Regions from separate parts of the Zea mays genome. Here region 2 is linked to region 1. Evidence: chromatin contacts called from public Hi-C data. All regions are on one chromosome and are shown on one strand. Each heading gives the region's core, a stretch centred on a gene start, on an enhancer-like site or on the middle of the called end of the contact. The rest is flanking DNA. Distances are from core to core; before and after follow the strand shown.

Evidence for each region. A called contact is a pair of places that touch in the nucleus more often than the background predicts.
Region 2: a Hi-C map of ear shows a contact between it and region 1, with 2.3 times the contacts expected there. The contact joins the promoter of LOC542095 here to the promoter of LOC100191277 in region 1. A contact is called at or near these places in 2 of 25 Hi-C or Micro-C datasets (ear and tassel).

What each region holds. Positions count from the first base shown.
Region 1 is chr7:134,019,760-134,026,056 of Zm-B73-REFERENCE-NAM-5.0, forward strand. It overlaps LOC100191277 (clathrin assembly protein), which reads right to left and starts at 1,440. Exons shown (of 1, transcript NM_001136711.1): 1 at 142-1,440. The coding sequence starts at 1,366. The coding sequence ends at 341.
Region 2 is chr7:134,551,922-134,557,377 of Zm-B73-REFERENCE-NAM-5.0, forward strand. LOC542095 (isoamylase-type starch debranching enzyme ISO3) reads right to left here and starts at 2,315. Exons shown (of 24, transcript NM_001111728.2): 1 at 2,069-2,315; 2 at 1,876-1,939; 3 at 1,712-1,786; 4 at 1,272-1,429; 5 at 342-429. The coding sequence starts at 2,175.

The DNA.
Region 1 (6,297 bases), core at 190-2,689:
CGATTAACCACAAGAGTAGCAAAGTACGACACGCCTGAGTCTTCATTGCATGGTTCCCTCTTGCAGAGCTTTCACCTTCACAAATCACAAGTGAGCGGCAAGCAGCCCACAAATATTTTTTTTTTGATCGAGCAGACATCTCGTAGCAAGCGCTTCCATTCACGTTCTCGCCCAATATTTACACCATGGCCATTTGTATCAAACACAACAACAAGCACTACAACAAAAAATTTACAACAAAAAAATCTCGACTGCAAATCTGCAATTACAAGAATTTGAAACGTGTTGAGTGAACCATGAGAAGAACTAAAAAAAAGAAGTGCACACTGTACACGTTGTCCTACCGTCTACGCGGCGCAGAAACTGTGCCAGCCCACCTTGTGGACCCGAACCGGACGGCGCCGCCGTCGCCAGCAGCGGCGCGGATCGGCAGGATGGTGCGCGCGGACGCGCTGCCCGCGGCGTCCCTCCGCACCAGGCGCCGTTCCTCCACCGTCCTCCGCAGCACCACATCCTCGGCGCGCTCGCGGAGGCCCCGAGCCGCGCGCGCGACGCCCTCGTCCAGCCCCGCCCACTTGCAATCCGACGCGGTGCCGTCCTCCACCCGCCGCAGCACGCACACCAGCTCCACGGCGTCGGCCAGGGAGAGCGTGTCGAGGCGCTCCCCCATCTCCTGGACCCGCGCGACGATGCTCCGCTCCGCCGCGACGCGGTCCTCGTCGGCGAGGCGGACGGCCTCCCAGATGAGCGCGTTGGGCTGTGGGCCCGAGGGCGGGGGCGGCGGGGCCTGGCGGACGGCGTCCGCGACGGACACGAAGGCGGCGAGCTCGGCGACCAGGTGCGGGTTGGGGAGCGCGGTGAGGTACTCGGCGTCGGCGTCGGCGGAGGCGGAGGCGTCCGGGAGCAGGAGGAGGAGCTCCAGGAGCCGCGCGGAGAACCGGACCCACGACGCGGCGGCGAAGGAGGACCGGCCGAGCGGGAACGACGACAGCGCGAGCGGGTTGCGCCCGGAGGCCGGGTGCCGGGCGAGCGCGGCGAGGAGCTGGTCGCGGAGGATGAACGCGCCCCGCGCCAGGAGGACCCTGAGCGCCACGAGGCACTTGAGAGCCACGGCGGCGTCGCCCTGCCCCGAAGCCGCGGCGCGCAGGCGGTCCACGAGCGCCGCGGCGAGCGACGCGGCGGAGAGGCGCGAGCCCCGCCCGAAGGCCAGGAGCGCGTCCATGTGCTGCGCGGACGGCGGCGCCGTGCTAGGGTGGTGAGCCGTCGCGCGCCACACCGAGTGGTGCGCGTCGGCCGCGGAGCCCGGGGATGCGGGGCCTGGGGAGAGGAAGGTGGATGCCAGCCGCCGGAGCTTGAGGCCACCCATGGCGGTCGGACGCTGATCGAGGAGACGGGGAGGGCGTCAACTGCCACTGCCAATGCCAAGAGGTTGGGAATTTGAAGGCAGCTTGCCTGGCTTCCTTTCTCGTGCCCAGCAGGCAGCAACTGACTTGAGGAATGATCTCGTTCCTCGGATTGGTTTGACGGGATCAACTTGGTTCTTCAGATCGTACTACTAGTAGAAAAGATCTGGGGTTTAGCGCATGGTTCGAAGAAACGTCAACCTGTCCTCGTCCACCGCTTGCTAGCGAAGATTGCTTGTCGTTGAGTAGCAAGGTCAACAGGAGAAACGTTGCTGCTTTCCTGGATACTGATGCATTCATACCCAACATCGACTACTCACTCAAGAAAGTCAATTATTTTGGGTTGTGTATCAGGGGATGGGCCGAGCTTGTGAAAAATGTGAAGCCCAATTCAAACAGGGGCTTGAAAAGCAAGCTGACTTCACAGCCTTGAAAACCAAGATATTCATTCATGCTGATTTGATAGAACAAACTAGAAAAAATACATTTGTAAAATATCCGAGATCTTCCTGCACTACATAGAGAGGTAGGAAGCTCTGATCAAGGATTTAAATACTAGTAGCCAGTGCTTCTTAAAAGCTAAAAGCTAAGCCAAAGGTCTAATTTCAGCCAGCAATTTTGTAAAGCCGTCTTTCTTCGCAGTGAAAAATTAAAAAGCATATATGAAGCTATTTTTTGCGGTTTTTGAGTGGAAAAACTTTATAAATATTACTCGTCTGTCACTAATAAATGAAAAATAGCGCTTCTTTTTTTTCTTCTATCACCCCAACTGATAGCGGCGACGTCTGCTCGTCCGTAACTCCCACAACTACAGCCAATTCCACCAAATGACTTTTATCTTCTTTTTTTCAACTTGTAGTCCACAACATATTTTTTTTCATAGCTTACGGTCCACATCAACTTCTTTTTATAGCCACAACCCAATCAAATAGACACTAAACAAGCTTGTTAGGGACTCTAAATCACTGAGTATACAACATAGATCTCACTCAAGCATAGATCCTCATCTTTGTGAGTGGGACTGGAGTGAGATATTTGTGATTTCAACTCTATAGTAAGTCTATCTCTTGAGCACTTGTGTTGCTCACCGATGGTTTGGTTTTCATTTTATTACTCTTGGGTTTCTAGAACCCTAGTTGGTTAGGTGTTGTTTAGTGACACCATAGACATGTGTTTGTGAGGGGAACAAGAAAGTTTGTAATACCCATATTGTTCTAGTGGAAATCTTGGATTTATCTTTATGATCGCTTGCAAAAAAGAGGAATTGGAAGACAATGTAATTACCTTTGTGGTCACCTCAACACCGGGGACATAGACATAACTTAATGGTGTGGCTGAACCTGTGTGCTTGTGACTTACGATTGTATTGTTCATTATGGTGGATCGATATATATTGTGTGTAGATGTTGAAGCAAGTAATAAGCCTGAAATCACTTGGTACAACATCTCTAAATGTGTCATGAACTCATTTTATAATTTATATTCTAGATTATTCATGAATCTAGATTTTCATAAAAACTCTTCAGAAAAAGCTGTCTCAAACGGACTTTTTAATAGCTGGGCAAGTCCCACGTGTCTCTCCGAGGGCAAGGACTTTTTAATAGCTCACCGACCACCTTGAGAGGTGTAAAAAATCGACGATGGGAGAGCTTTAGAGGCTCAGCCCTCGCTTCATCCTGTCCGTCAAGCGAAACGGGCAACACTGCCATCGTGCTACCGCCTACCGCTAGTCCCCTTCCTCCCCTCTCGTCGCTGGCTGGCTACGGTTGCCCGAGCTCATTGGCAAAATGGCAAGTCACAAGTGCGGGCGGCAGGGTGAGGAAGGTGGCAGCGAGGCACCACACCCCTCTTTTCCCTTGTTTTCTCCTACAGTCCTACTAGCTCGAGGGGTGGGGGGTATAGGTGTACATTTGGGCCGGGCCTGGTGGGCCGGCCCAAAGCACGGAAAAAAAGCACGGCCCAGGCACGGCACGACCCGAAATAATTTAGTGCCGGGCCGGCACGGCCCGTTATAACGGGCCGGGTTTGGGCCGAGGTCACGGCCCATGGGTGGGCACGAGCACGATCCGTTTAAGGCAGGCACGAAATGGCCCATATAGAGGCACGAAAAGGCCCATATATTTATTAAAACCACACTTCATTTCACACTTTCATATACTTGATAAATAACACAAAGCTAGAGATAATGCTAGTTAGATGTTTTTTGTAGCTTTGAATTAGAGTGTGTGATGTAATTTTGCTTTTGTTATGAACATTAGACAATAAACTGAACTTACAAACTTTGTATAGAGCTGATTATACTCTTTTTCCTTCTAACAAAATGATTTATAAATGAGGTAGTCATTGCGTAGCTGTGGTAACTTTAATACAAATACTAAGTTTGATTTTGTTCAAATTTATTTGTCTTATCTTTTATTTGTTTTTTTTTTGAATTTAGGGCTCTAATGTGAATTTTGGGCCAAAAACTGAATTTCGGGCCTAAAATTGAATTTCGGGCCTAAAATTGAATTTCGGGCCGTAATGTGAATTTCGGGCTTTTATAATTTCGGGCCGCCCGAAATGAGCCCGACACGTTTAAGCAATTACGGGCCGGGCCGTGGGCCGAGAGCTAGGTCTATGGGCCGGCCCGGCCCGACCCGAAATTCAAACGGGCCGGGCCGGCCCGAAATTCAAACATTACGGGCCTTTTCGGGCTTGGGCCGGGCCGGGTCGGGCGGCCCGAATGTACACCTATAGTGGGGGGTGGGGGACAGATATCCCCGGGTCCAGTGGAAGGGTAAAAGACCTCACGAGAGGCCCAAGAGCCCAATAAATCGTAAGGTCATTCCTTCGTGGGCCTGGGGAGGGACAATCAGTAAAGCAGGTTGACGTAAGGCCGGATTGGTGCAAGCTCGGACGGCCCACAGCGTTGAGCAAGCGACCACAACAAAGATCCGACTTTCCCGTGCTGGAGTCCCATGCAACGGAACCATGCGAGGATAAGTCGGCAGAACCATAGGAAGATAGACTCAAACAGTTCACTATCTTTTAGGTGCACATTGTTATCATATCCACATGTATTGCCCCACGGTCGAATATATAAGGCCTAGGGGGCACCCCTTCAGAACGATCGATCCCATCACTCAGCCATCCACCTCAACTCTCCACGTTCTCACTTTAGAGAGCTACCTTGTAACTCATTACACAAAGCATACTCACTAGGACGTAGGGTGTTACGCATCTCTAAGCGGCCCGAACCTGTAAACACTGTCCATTGTCCCCCGTGCATCTGGCACGAACCATTTTGCTACAGTCGGCGACACCGTCCTACTCCTAAAACACCTAGAGGGGCAACCCCGGGTGTGCGGTCGGATCCAAAACACCGACAGCTGGCGCGCCAGGTAGGGGGTGTGTCGACGATCCAAGCTAGCTCAATGGCCGTCACCTTCCACAGCAAGATCACCCTCCGTCCCGGATCCGTATTCTGCTTTGGAACAATCTCATCCATAGCAGATGAAGAGGGAACTCTACACCGCATTGCAGATCCGCCGAAAAAGAAGTCTCCTCCAACAAACTCCGAAAATACCGGAGAAGCGCAACCTCCAGCTCTCCGAAAAGAGATCGTCTTCAGAAAGTTAGGGGCCGAGGGCCCGCTGACCCGGAGAACTCCACTGTCTACTTCCCCGACGAAAGAATGGACACAGGTCGCAAGGAAGAAAGAGGCCGGGAGAAAGCAAGTTGTTCTTTCCGTTCCTCCGCCCTCAAAGGAGAACGGAAAAAAGATCGTCACGACCGCCGTACCATTCTACCCCGACGTCCTCTTCATCGGGAGAGTGAGTCGCCTCCCGTCTCCGACGACGAGCCGACCGCGCCTGGAGAAGAACCACCACAGCGAGAATCCCGCCGACGGAGAAACTGGCGCCGAAATATTCAGCGACATCACGAGGCCGGAGAACGGGATCCGGAGTAACCTGTTTCGCGGGACGAGGTCTCGGAGATAGGAGAAACTCCGGAGGAACGCGTCTTCAGAGAACGAAGGAACTCCCGACGACGTGATCGCCGCCGAGCTCAGTAACAAGCCGAGCAAGACGCAAGGCAACGCCGGGAGAATCCACTCTTCGGGCACAACCTGAATCCCGACTTCGCCCGAGCCATGAACACGCCGAGTGAAGTTGGGGGAGTACTAGCTCGGATAGCTGATGGACTCCCTCGGACTCCCGACGCCGAGGGCTATCGACAACTGTTCACCCAGGCAGCCAACCATCTTCTACCGCTTGCTCACCCGCCGAACGATCTACGGCACGCCATCAACAGTCACCGAGACGCGCGAAGCTCCATCAATGCTTCGCGTGAATGACGGCATGAGAACGAGATCCGCCGCCGGGAGGAGTACGACAGGGATCATGGCATCCCAGCTCGGAGCCAGGCCACCAGAACTGAGTCGGCAACGGCCTCAACTGGCGGTACTACCCGGGGACGGTCGAGGAACCACAAAACCTACTCCCCTCCCCGGGACAGACATCATCCCCGACGACAAGAGGACACGTGTGGAGTGTCTGCTCTTACTCCACGCCTTAGGGCCATCCAATGGCCCCCTAACTTCAAGGTATCCAATGTCGATAAATATGAACCTAAGCAGGATCCAGGGGGCTGGCTAGCCGTCTACACCACCGCTGCTCGGGCCGCCGGGGCGTCCGAGGACGTGATGACCACGTACTTACCCATTGTCCTCGGGCAAGACGCGCTGCAATGGCTGCGACATCTACCCCGACACTGCATCGACGACTGGGGCGATTTCAGTCGACGCTTCACTGCCAATTTTCAGTCCCTCTCCGACAAACCGGCGCAACCATGGGACCTCAAATCCATCAAGCGCCGGGGGGACGAAACTCTTCGGTCATACCTCAAAAGGTTC
Region 2 (5,456 bases), core at 1,065-3,564, 530 kb after region 1:
ACAGATAGAGGGCAAAGAAGCTAGAACTGATGAAGCAAAATAGCTCATTTTATGAGACAGTACTCAACAGTGCTTTCTGTCAACAGGGAAGATAGGCTCATAACAGAAGGTCAGCAATTTGAAAATATGGGTATCACGTCAGGTACAGTCCCTCCCAAATGCAGGTGATCTTTATTAAATGGAGCATGCACTAGTGAATATGTAACCACAATAAAAATATACATAAGAAAAAATATTGCGGTTCTTGTTTGATGAATGTTAGTGCGGAGCAAGCTGTCCATAAAAAAGAATAATGTGTTTATCTCCAAAGGTAAAATAGTATCAGAACTAAAGAAAATTACCTCCACTGACACATGCCATATATCTCCAGTTTTGTTCTTCTGGCGGTCTAAAGCAAACTCTACAATGTCCACATCATCTTGGTTGCCTCTGAAAAAAAATCAGAAGGCATATTGAGTATGCCATATTACTTTTCGAGAGCAAGAAGTAAAAGGCTACAATTCAGTGCTTTTCAGCATGGTGATGATTTGAACCAAGCTCCAAGTTTACAATTCAGATCATTACAGGAAATAAATGTGAGGGATCATGAACTATATCATTCTTTGTGGACCCTATCAGGTAATAGTCCTTCAGTTATGGCTTCGATTTGGTTGTTGGTATGTTGTGTGATGAAATGGAAATTTCATTTATTAGGGATCATTTCAGTAAAAGTGATATCGGTTATAACCATTACAGTATTTAAACTTTAGATTTTTTCTAATTTCTTTCAGCACAGAATTGGTGTCATCACTAAGTTAAATTGAAAATATAGAGTTTGACTGAGTGGGAATTGTTTTCCATATAGGAAATATTACTATCGACCAGTTTCATCCCTATATGATTCTTTTCAGTTGGTGGATGATCAGGGGTGAGGGTGACAGGGTGTTCATTGAAGCACTTCAGATTTCAGTGTGCCAAGCGCATCCCAAAACACCAAATGATGTGTGGCGGGTTGTGCAAACAGTATTGACATCTCTTTGAAACCCTGAAACAAGAGTAGCCATGGACTGACTAACCAAGGTTTAATATGCAAAGAAAGCAACCATGAAGTATGAACACATACAGTAACAGTGGTAACTAAAATTGTATGGAGAAGATTAGAATTCTAAGGTGGCAAAAAAACTACAAGCTCATATCTGAAGGGAAACAAAAGAAGTTCAGTTAACTAGCCAGCAGTTAGGTCGAATGACATGGAAAGTAACATCACAACACAGTTTGAGGGAAAATATTACCTCTCAGGAAAATTCAAGCAAAGGGTGACAGAAGAAGCATGTTGTGAGAATATTGCAAAATTTAACCCATCGTCAACTTGTGACACTCCTAGGGGGAAGGCTTTGCCTGAAGAATATTTCAAGGGCACTTCATTGCCAGATGAAGTGTGTCCCATTTCCTGTAAATACGAAATGGATAAACATCATCCCCAAAAGAACACATGACAAACAATGCACAGTAAGTTCAGATGCAAAATTCAATTTTGGAATAGCAAAATGTGTCAGGATACACTACAGCGTATAAATACAGAACACATTTGCATACAACAAAAATTTACTTGCACGGTACCAACCCATCACTTGAAACTGGCCAATGATATCAAGCAACATAATATAATGAACCAGTGGTTCAATGAAATAGTAGTGCGCTACAGGCCCTGGAGCATGGTGTGATTAGATACCTTGGTCACACTCCTCCCCGCCTTCCCGCTCTGAACTTTCGTCGTGGTACTCCGCAAGGCATCAAATCCCTGTACCTGCGCCACCACGAAATTTGCTTATATCAGATAATCCACAGATCAGCATGCCACTGAGGCACAAACCTACCAAAAATCGAGACACCTGCCTTTCCAAAATACCCTCCTCCTCCTCCACACCCTGACGCGATCCCAAGCTTAGTCTCCGCAAAACTGCACAGACTCACAGCGAGCACAGCATTCAGTGTCGAGCCAAGCCGCGCCACGAATCGAAGGAATGTAGCAGTAGCACGTCGAAATCAACCATCTGATCTGATCGAGACCCACGACAGAACCACTCACCGATTGCCGAGCCCGAGGTGGCTAGGGGGGCGCAGGAGCGCGCTGCGTCGAGTAGCTGCGGCGGCAACGGGGCGCAGCGGGGGCCGATTTGTACCGACGGAATCCATCCAAGCGTGGGACCGAGGAGTGTGATCGGACGCTGGTAAGGGAATGGGGCTAGTTTTAGGGGTGGCGGTAGGGGAGTGAGGAGCGGCGGGGAAGAGACGGAGATGCTGATCTCACCTTGGGGAGCGCGCGCGGAAGGGACGGACGGGGACTCCAGGCCTCCGGGACACGTGGTTGTCCATGCGCGGAGTTGGAGTTGGAGCAGACTCGGCCGCTCGGGAGGATAGCAAGATGGGCGGACGGCCTTTCTCTTGTGGCTCGATCGGGGCCGTCGCCTCTTTCTCATCTCCTTTATACTTTCTGTCTTCCTCGCTTAGATTTTTCTTGTTCCCAATCCCAATCCCAACTCGAGCCCCCAATGTACGCAGGATTTTTTTCTTATTTGTTATAGTTATTATGGGTTAGATTTGATATGAGTCCTTTTGATTGTCTCCATTTAAAATAAAAATAAAAATGACAGTAGTAGCGTAGAAGATAGTTAAATTTTGTGATGTTTCCTGCGTGCAACAGAATATCATAAAAATTAACTGACTCTAATGTTACATAGACCGTTTGTTTCCTAAATGTACGAATATGATGCACAAGAATGTTTAAGCAATATAATGCACAAAAAAAGTACGTAAAACTGATAAAAGATATCAACTAAAAGATAACGTAATGATAAATACCACATATAAAAATTCAATTGGCGTTTAATACCAATTTCTATGATATGTCATACCAACAAGGATATGTCTCTTGTAAGTAGGGATGACAATGGATGTGATTTATCCGCGTACCCGCGGATAAAAAAACCCGTTGAACACGGTTTTGGGTACGAGTCTGTATCCATGGATACGGATACGGATAGCATTTGATATCCGTGGATATTTTTAAAATGGATACGAAAAATCAGTATCCATACCCAAATACCCGAATATCCGTTAAAATATCCCGTACTCCCGTCCCACAAGGCCACAAGCCTAGATTCCACCGTTCCAGGCAGCGAAGCCCTCACTCGGTCGCTCTCGCTCCGGACCCACTCCATCTCTCCTCTGATCCTCTCTCACTCCTACCGCCGCCGCCCACTCCATCTCTCCTCTCCCAGACTCCGACTCCTACCGCATCCGCTATCGGGTGCTGCCACCGCGCCCGCCAGTCCGCCACCACAGTCCCTGCTATATTTGATATTTAAATCCAGCACTTTTCTTCATTTTTCCAATATATTATATTTAAAGTATATAGATACTAATGTGCATGCAACTTTATTTTAGATGCTCGTGATGGAAGATTCAATAGTGGGCAAACGGATATGATATCATATTTAAATTTGCTGGACAAATATGATATCATATTTGAATTTGCTGGATTTAAATATGTTGTATGTGTAGTGGGCAAACGGATATATCCGCGGATATCCGTTACCCGCGGGTAACGGATGTGGATACTGTTTATTATCTATAGCGGGTAACGGGTACGGGTTCGGATATCGGATATAAGTCACAGATATGGATGTCCAGAGACACTATCCATGGATAGTTTATCCGTTGCCATCCCTACTTGTAAGTGATTATCCATGCTTAGTTTCTGGACTTTATTTTCTTCAATTAGATTATTACACATATAATAAGTTTGAAAAGGGTGTTAGTGTGAAAATATTGAGCCACATAGTAACATCTACCTAAAAGTGTGCATCCAGGTTTGAAATACTTTATAGTACTTGTAGAAGACATGTTCTTAAACTTTTAAGGTCAACATATGACTTGAAAAAATAATATCACATGAAAATGAGTATTACTTTAGATGATATTTGGGGTAAAGTGGACTTTACCACATATAACATAAACCACTTGTCAACAAAAGTTATATGACATGCTCCTAACTCCTAAGCAATTAAACATACATGTATGGTTCTTCGGGTCTTTACCCAGTGTTGTGGTGTTAACTATGCTTGCTACCATACACACTGTTCTCACTTTTGCACTCTCCCGCTCGTGGCTGGTTCATCAATTGGATGTTAAGATTGCCTTACTTCATGGGACTCTTACCGAGATCGTCTAGTGTCTAGTGTCTACTGCAGCCAGCATGCTAGATTTGTGGATTCTGCTCATACTGTATTGTATGCAAGCTCAACAAGTCTCTGTATGGTCATGTCAAGTACACCCGCTTGCCACATACCTGCTCTCTCTTGGCTTTGTTGAGGCCAAGTTGGACATTATCTACCAACGTGGTAGTGACACCGTGTACCTGTTCCTCTATGTTGATGGCATCGTGCTCACTGCCTCCTCTTTAGCTCTCATGTCTCGGATTATCACCACACTTAAGCATGAGTTCGTCATGAAGGATTTTGGCCCCCTGAACCATTTTCTGGGGACCGCCAATGAGTCTTGCCTCGAGGGCTTCTTCCAGCAGCAACAGTACACTATGGACATCCTCGAGCGGGCTAACATGGTTGACTGTAAGCCTTGTGTGATCTAGATTTAAGCCTTGTGTGATCTAGATCGATACGTAGACTAAACGCTCTTGCGATCCTACCGGAGCCTTGCTGGTGCTTTTTAGTATCTCACCTTCACTAGACCTGACATCGTCTGCCATGACCCATGTGAGCCGCACTTGGGTGCAGTCAGGCGGATCCTTCACCATCTTCGTGCACTTTTTGTTAGGGTGTGCCCTCTACACGAGCTGGTTAACAGGAACTAAGGTAGAGTTAATTCTAACCGTACATTTGTGCCTTTGATCGGGGGGCTATCCTAACCATTGGTTGCAGTCCCCGGTCACACGTCACCATATAAGGCCCTGTTTGGGAGAGCTTCACTTCAAGAATTTCAAGTCTATTTTAGCTTATTCTATCCAAACAGGTCCAGCTCCACGAGCTCTAGTTTTGAAAAAACTGAAACTAGAGATCAGATTCATGAATTTTTTAAGCTCTTCGAAGGGTGCTTCAAAAAAATGTTTTCATACCTTCTCATGATGTTGCACAAAAATTACCCACCTGTTGAGGCGAAGGCGAACACACCACCCTTCGCTCGACGACACCTACATCAACATTCCGCAGAGCGAAGGCCGCTCTAGCGAGCCTCGTCGGTCAGGCTGCGGACATCGTCCATGCGAAGGTCCAAGCACCCCTCTTCACTCCGACAAGCCAAGACGAAGACCTCCAACGGCTGCAAGGGTTGGGAGGCCGAGGCCGTGAAGACCATAAGGCCTTGTCCCCCTCAGCACTGGGAGGGGCCCGTGTACAATTTGGCCCATGTTGGTGGGCCCTGCCCTCGGACGCCACGTGGGCAGAGTGAGTTGGGCTATG